Linked DNA regions of Mus musculus: region 2 is linked to region 1. The links are chromatin contacts, called in public Hi-C maps. All regions are on one chromosome and are shown on one strand. The core of a region is the stretch at or near the end of the contact, and the rest is flanking DNA. Distances in the headings are between cores, read along the strand shown. Region 1 has its middle 26 kb from the start of Gm52629. Region 2 has its middle 24 kb from the start of Eps8l3.

Region 1 (3,642 bases), core at 723-3,222:
AGGATATATATGCTACATAAACCCTTTCCTCCCTGAGTAGCTTTTGGTCATTTTATCACAAGAGAAAGCAAACCAGGACACAACGGTCAAGGTTAAAAACACAGGGACCAAATACTAGCAGTAAACGATGGTCAGAGGATGAAAAAGTAGTGTCCAGGGGACAGGCATGGTTAGAAACAGTTGCGGTTTTGTTTGAGGTGAATGTTCTGCCGTTTGATTCCGATTGACACATGGACTAACTGGGCAAGAAACAACATGCTAGGCCCAAGGAAAAGGTTATGCTCTGGTTTACGTTAATTTTCTTAAGGTGGGATTTTGAGAGAGCAGTGCTATGAAGAGGAGAAAGCCCCACCCAGGATATCTGTCTCAGAGTAGTCTTCTTTGGGGGGCTTTGTGTTCTTATCTGGTGATTATCTGTATTTGCCTGCTGTGGTTTAGAAAATGTTTTAAAAATCACATACCATACGTTTAGTGTGTGCGTAATAGCATGCTCATGGAGGCCAGCTGACAACTTAGGGGAGTTGGTTCTCACCTTCTACCACAAGGGTTCCCGAAACTCAAGTCATCAAATTTAGGGGCCATCCAGCTTGCCTTTTTTACCTTTTTGCCTTTTTTTTTTTTTTTTTTTTTTAAATAAATCAGATAGGGTTTCTCTGTGTAGCCCCAGATGTCCTGGAACTCACTTGTAGACCACACTGGCTTCGAATTCAGAGATCTGCCAGCCTCTGCCTGGGAATAGATGCATGTGATATCACACCCAGTTGACAAATGTGGTAGAGAACAATGTTACAGGAGGGTGCACACAACCAAGGAAGCAGCAGAGTTGGAGGACGCTGGTTTTATTTATTTGTTTGTTTTCTCAGAGGATTGGTTATAATAGCAAATAAAATTCCATCCCTGAGTACCTGAGAAAATGGTCTGGGGATCTCCTGGGGTCATTCTCATAGCATGAGTCCTCTCACATAAGTGGTCTCTGATTTAATATCTGTGACTCTGCTAGTAAGCCAGACCATAGATTTGGAATAGAAATGAACAAAAATTCGTTTGTTTAGCTGTCTAAGGGCACTGTAGGATTAGGGTGGGTAGGCTTTGCTTGAAAAAGAAAAATCTGTCTAAAGAGACCACTTTTATGTTTGCAGGAATTTCAAGTAAAAAGAGCCAGATATGGACGTTGGTGGCAAATTCAGCAACTAGCCAGACCTAAGGCTTCTGGGAAGCATCATCATCATCATCATTACTATTATCATTATTGTTATTGCTGTTGTTATCATTTACTCTTCTCCCCATTCTGTGACAAAATACCAGGCAGAAGCAACATAAGTAAGGATTTCCACCCATGGCTTCAGTCCAACACCATTGGCATCTTGTCTGAATCCATGATAGAGAAGTGACTATTAGCATATTACCCTGGAGGCTTGCCTGCAGTGACCCACAGACAACAGCTAGAACTCACTTATGCCCCAAAGGTTTCACAATCTCCCAACACAGAGTTACCAGCTGGAGACCAAGTGTGCGGACACTCAGGACCATGAGGAAAATCCAAACTGTAGCAGGTGAGGAGGATGTGACCAGTATTATTTCATCATTTGTGTGTTAGGGAGAATTGGGATAACATGATTTAGAAAGAGGTTAGTTCAGGGTGAAGTGGGTTAGGATGACCTGTAACAGACAAGCTAGCTAAGAAAAACTATTAACAAGAAAACCTCCAGGCAGAGAGGCCTTTACTCATATTACTTAGCTGATAATTGGCTTCTATAATCCCTTTTGAAGAGAAGCCTTCCTAGGGCTGTAGGACCAGTTAGAGTAGTTTGCCATCTTTGTTTTCCTATGAACCCTTGAGATTCACAATAGTGGGAGCGACAAGCTGGGATACCCTTCTATTTAGAGTAGAGCTGAACAGAGGGTAAACCTCCATGTTTTGTTTTGTTCATGTATTCTTTTATATGCAAGTGCTCTGTCTGCATATACTCTTGCATTCCAGAAGAGGGCATCAGATTCTATTATATAGATGGTTGTGAGCCACCATGTGGTTACTGTGAATTGAACTCAGGACCTTTTCAAGAGCAACCTTTCTAACAGCTGAACAACTTCACCTAGATCCTCCTTCAAGTTTTGAACAGGCTTGTAACTCCCAGGACTAAGTAGAAATTCCTCATGTGTCAGAAGCTGGTAAGATTTCTATAAACAAAACAACTGTAGAACACCTCACAAAGACTATTTTAAGGAATCAGGAGCTCTTCATACTCAGAGAAGGCACATGGATGAGCAGTTTTAGTCAGGACTGAGTTCTCTGAAATAACTTGGCCAGGATGTTTTTATGTCTATAATTAGCATTTTTGTTATGTTATCCATATCAAAAGTAATTGGTGATCCTCAGCACAGAAGAGAACTGTTGGGTGCCATGGGCCTGCCCCAGCCTTTAGGGCACCGGGACTGGGTGGGACACAGCATCAAATAAAGGTCAAAGACTGATGATCCCTGGCCGTATAATCTTACTGTTTGTGCTTTAGTAAGTGCTGGTTTCTTTTCTCTTAGTATTTGTGCTTTAAAAAGGCTGGCTTCTTTCTCTGTAATTTTCTCTTACTATTTTGTGGTATTTAGCACTGGTTTCTTTTCTCTCTTAAGGACCTTTTGCTGGCCAGGAGAGAGGTTTGGAACTCATTAACTCTTCGTGAACCAGAGGTCCGACTGGACCACTTGTCTCATCGACTTCACATGTGTTCATGCATAGTGACATACATACATACATACATACATACATTTGGTGGATGGGCCACACAGCCCCAGATGCCACACTTTATTCCTTTTCTCTGGCCTTATACCTTCTTAGACAAAAGTTCTTTAGAAAGTTCTCATAGAAAAATGATAAAGGGGGAATTGCAGGATGTTGATAGTTCAAAGCAGTGTTTCAGTCTATAAGCTCATTATAAGTTCAAAGCAACAGTTTCCCATAACCTCCCTTTATCATAGTACATACTTGTGGCTTCATCCTTGGATCTGACATAGGGTGTTTTTCCTCGATCACAAATTTGTCCCCAGCCTATTTCTCTTTTGTATTCCTTATTATGCAGGAGCCATTAGACTATGTACTAATGACAGAAAAAGGCATACCAGCTGTAAGAAGCAATCAATCCTGAAATAAAGTCTATTGGGACCTTGCCTCTTAAGAGCTCACCCATCATAGGCCATGCAAAAATGGTAGGTCATATCTAGGAAAGTCACCTGCTAGCCTTAGGCTCTCCTAGATGGATCCTGACAGTTGAGTATTTTGCTGTAAAGGAAGGCCCATTACTACTCTATAGGGCCTTGGTAACTCAAAGTCAAGAATGATCCCTTTAAATGTCAAGTAGGGTAACATATGCCTGTAGTCCCACCAATTAGAAGACAGAGGCAGGACAGTGAGTTCAAGGACAGCTTGGGCTATAGAAGAGACTCTATTCCATAGCATACGGTGTCAGTAATGACTAGGAGCTAGGCACAGCTCTGTGTTGGTGGCATGTGGGTAAAGTCCATCTGCCAATCCTTTCTCTGGGATATACTCACTTGGACTGGAGTGAAGTCCTCCTGCAATATTGTGTTACTAAATGAAATAGGTTTTGTCATTTGAGCAGTTCCAGAAAGTCCCTTGCCAAATAGGGAACT
Region 2 (3,642 bases), core at 676-3,175, 190 kb after region 1:
CAGATTCTGGTCCTCTGTGAGCCCTGATCTCTTATGGGGGGAGGTAGTTAGGCAGTGTTCTGAGAGGAGGGGCTTGACCTACTGAATGCAGGGTCCCAGGGAGACGAAGAAATTATTTACAACCCTGCAGGGGTGGAGGTGGCCAGGCAGCTACATGGCTCAGCTGAGAAGAGCGTTTGCTGCCTAACCCGGCCAACCTGAGTTTAATCCTGGGAACCCCCATGGTACAAGGAGAAACTCCTGAAAGTTGTCTGCTGACCTCCACATACAAGTATATCATGGCATACACGTGTGTACATACATACATACATACATATACACAATTCAAAAATAAAATTAAAAACCTACCTGGGGCTGGAGAGATGGCTTGCCTCATTAAGTGCTTTCTTTTATTATTATTTTAAAATATTTATTTATTTACTTTATGTATGTGAGTACACTGTCGCTGTCTTCAGACACACCAGAAGAGGGCATCGGATCCCATTAGAGATGGTTGTGAGCCACCATGAGGTGGCTGGGAATTGAATCCAGGACCTCTGGAAGAGCAGTCAGTGCTCTTAACTGCTGAGCCACCTCTCCAGCCCCCATAAAATGCTTTCTGTACAAGCGTGAGGATCAGAGTTTGAGTTCCCAACATCCAGGTAACAAACGCAAAGGCATCTGCCTGTAGTCCCAGAACTGAGGCGTTTAGAGACAGGAGAAGCCCTAGAGCTCGCTGGTCAGCTGGTCCCGCCAAGTCAGTGACCATCTGGTCCAGTGAGAGACTGAGAGTGTAGAGGAAGACAGGCATAGACATCTGGCCTCCACCCACAGGTGTGTACATGTGTGTGTGCAACCCCTTTCACATGAACACACACAATACACCATACACACCACACACATAACCAAAAACACAAAAATGAACAAATAGCACAGCCCTGACTTTCCGCTGGGTCTTGTCTGTGTGGAGTCGGCAGTCTCACTGGGAAAAGAGCCTGGCTGCCTGAGGACAGCAGTGTGGGGTCCCACTCTGACCTCCAGTCCCACAACTCGAGCATCCCTTTCTAAGTGTAGTGTGTCTCCAGATCAGCAATGGGTCAACACCTCAGAAGCGTGTGTGTAGAGTCTCCGTTGTATTCCAAGCCCTGCGCCGGACACTGCCCTGCAGCAGTAAGCAGGATGGATGTGTCCAGCCTTTGGTAACTCTCCCATCCTTTCCAGTGTCACCACCCCTGTCTCCATTTATCCTCATTCCAGATTGCCTATGTTCCCATTTTCCAGCTCTGTAACACTGAGCAATGTGTTTAGTGCTCTGGACCTCATCTATAAAATAGGGTAAGGATCCCTCCCTCCTAGAAATGAATTAATATGAGAGCCCAGTGCAGATCCAGATTGATCCCGTTATCCTCTCCCCCCCCACCCCCACCCCCGGCTTGCCTCTGGTACTATCTTCCCCTAGCATGTCTTTCCTCTCTTCTGCAGAGACCTAGAAACCCAGCCTCTGAGAAGTTTTCAGAAGGAAGACAGGCAGGTTGTGGGGCAGGCCAGGGTTCTGCCAGACCTACCAGTCCTTGAGGCACTTTTCTGTTGCTGAGTGTTCTGCACCTCTTGGAAAGTGGATGAAGGCAGGAGTTTGGGCGATAAGACCCCTGCCTGTGACTACAATGCCAGTAGCATTGAATCTGAAGGACTCAGGTCTATTGACTGAAAGTCCCCGCTCCACCTGGTAGAACTGGTCCCTATAAACTATCAGCCACCTTACGACCACTGGCAGATTCAGGGGCCTCTGAGGATTAGCACCCAGATGCAGAGCCCTCTGACTTGGAGACAGGGGAATATATCTCTCAGAGCCAGATGAGACCCACAAAGCCTCAGGATGGGGGTACTGGCAGAGCCCCGTGGAGGCCCCACGGAAAGACTCAGCCCAGGAAACTCTGAGCAATGCCGGCAGACCACAGGGCTCTGAGCTTCCTGCTCTCCCCATTTAGGACACCCTGTCAACGTCAGAAGGCTTGTGAAACCTGCTGGTGGGCAGTGGAAACTCACGAGCCCCTAGGGTTCGTGGGCTGTGGTTGCCCCGCCCCTTTGCTGCCCTGGTGTCCACACTGCTATGGGATATGAGAAGGGTACCTGATGGAGGCCTGGAGAACTCCTCCTTGGAAGCCTGGGTCCTGGGCTCTGCATGTGTGTACTCTGGATGCTGCAAAAGTGCAGACTCTGTTGCTGAAGGCCTTTGGGGTAGGGAGATGTGGCTGGCGGTTCCTTTTCCAGCTTTGCTGGTTCTGTGCCTGACTTTGGGAAAGGTGCTTTCTTTGTTTCGGTTTTGTCACCTTTAAAATGGTGACCAAAAAGCACCCACATCCTGAACATTAAAGAGTGACAGAGACTTTTGAAGTACCTGGTACACAGTATGCTCTAAACAGGACCAGTTGTCTTGGCAACCGTGAGAAGAAACAGGCATCTCAGAAGTGGATATTTTTGACTCGTAATTTAATTATAAACTATCCAATCGACTACAGACGGTTCCAAACTTACAGTGGCTGTCTAGCTTAGTGCTATGAAAGCAATGCACACAATACAACAGAAAACACACTTTGAATGTGGGTCTTTTCCCGTGACTATGGATATGTAATCTGGCCCTCTCTGGTGAGGCTGGGAAGTGACAGGCAGCCACAGCTCCTAGTGAACCATGTGATGGTGGCAAGCAACAATGAGACCCTACAGTGTACTGAGTTGCTAAGCCATGGTTTTGGGGAGGCTGGGTATATGAACTGCATCTTCAATGACACTCTCAATGTACGATAAACTTACTGGAAACCAGACCCGTTGTAAGTCAAGAGGCATCCATGTACTTGGAAGAACGCACCGTCTTCTCAAAGCTGTTTCTCTCTTTGACTGTTCAACAATCCCTAGGTCTGTGTGGAGAGCCCAGCTTTGGTACCTCTGCTTAAGAACTGGAATGAAGACCTTACTGAGGGAGTCACACGTGGTCAGAAGAGGAAGTGGGCCCTGTACCAACCCGTGTATAACATAGCCATGGGGACCTTGCAGAGGCGGCCAAGGACAACGACAGAGGCTATTTTCTCAGCTACTCCCAGGGCTATTGCTCAAGACGGTCCAGGACCATCTGTGGCTATTCCTCCAGTGCTGCGCTTGCTGGGGCTCCTGCTTTATCCCTGCAGACCACATTAGAGCTTTGGTCCCTTTTTATCCCTCATGCTGAGGTGGGGCTCCATCTCCTTTCTACACCCTACAACACGATCATCCCTACAGCGATGCCATATCTTCCACTCCCAGATCTCTTGATGGTCAGCCTCAATGTCCGTCCACCTGCCCGTGGGCCAGCAAAGCAGCCCAGACTCAGAACAGAGAAGAGACGGGCTCCAGTGGGACATCCTGTTGTGATTTTCTCCCCAATACCTGGATATCAGGGAGAAGGCAAGGGGGAAGCCCAGCACTTGAGAGCTACTTTTTGTCTTTATGCTCTAGAAGCACTGAATGCTTCTAGAAGCATGAAGTGCATTTCTGGACTCCTGGACAAAGCAGTTGGGAATAGGATAATCAAGAAGAAGCCAGGATAGAAGCTGCTGTCTTAAATGGATGGCCCAAAAGATGGTGGTCAGGGAAGTGGCCTCAGAAGCTGCTAAAGTACAAGGAGGGATC

What was found. A called contact is a pair of places that touch in the nucleus more often than the background predicts.
Region 2: a Hi-C map of bone marrow-derived macrophages shows a contact between it and region 1, with 27 read pairs. The contact joins two enhancer-like sites. A contact is called at or near these places in 5 of 15 datasets of contacts at CTCF or cohesin (the NIH/3T3 cell line, hippocampal excitatory neurons, large pre-B cells and 1 more), 23 of 484 Hi-C or Micro-C datasets (the Ba/F3 cell line, the G1E-ER4 cell line, the HL-1 cell line and 13 more), 5 of 115 datasets of contacts at active chromatin or transcription factors (the HPC-7 cell line, bone marrow-derived dendritic cells, embryonic stem cells and 2 more) and 3 of 9 other capture datasets (adipose tissue, liver and pancreatic islet).

The regions. Positions count from the first base shown.
Region 1 is chr3:107,657,204-107,660,845 of GRCm38.p6, forward strand. No RefSeq gene overlaps it. Among named protein-coding and RNA genes, the nearest start is that of Gm52629, 26 kb to the right of the region's middle. Within about 2 kb of position 1,973, at least 1 of the 459 cell types and tissues checked has an H3K27ac peak or open chromatin away from gene starts, as enhancers often do. A contact at or near this core is called in bone marrow-derived macrophages, where this site is marked.
Region 2 is chr3:107,851,021-107,854,662 of GRCm38.p6, forward strand. No RefSeq gene overlaps it. Among named protein-coding and RNA genes, the nearest start is that of Eps8l3, 24 kb to the right of the region's middle. Within about 2 kb of position 1,926, at least 72 of the 459 cell types and tissues checked have an H3K27ac peak or open chromatin away from gene starts, as enhancers often do. A contact at or near this core is called in bone marrow-derived macrophages, where this site is marked.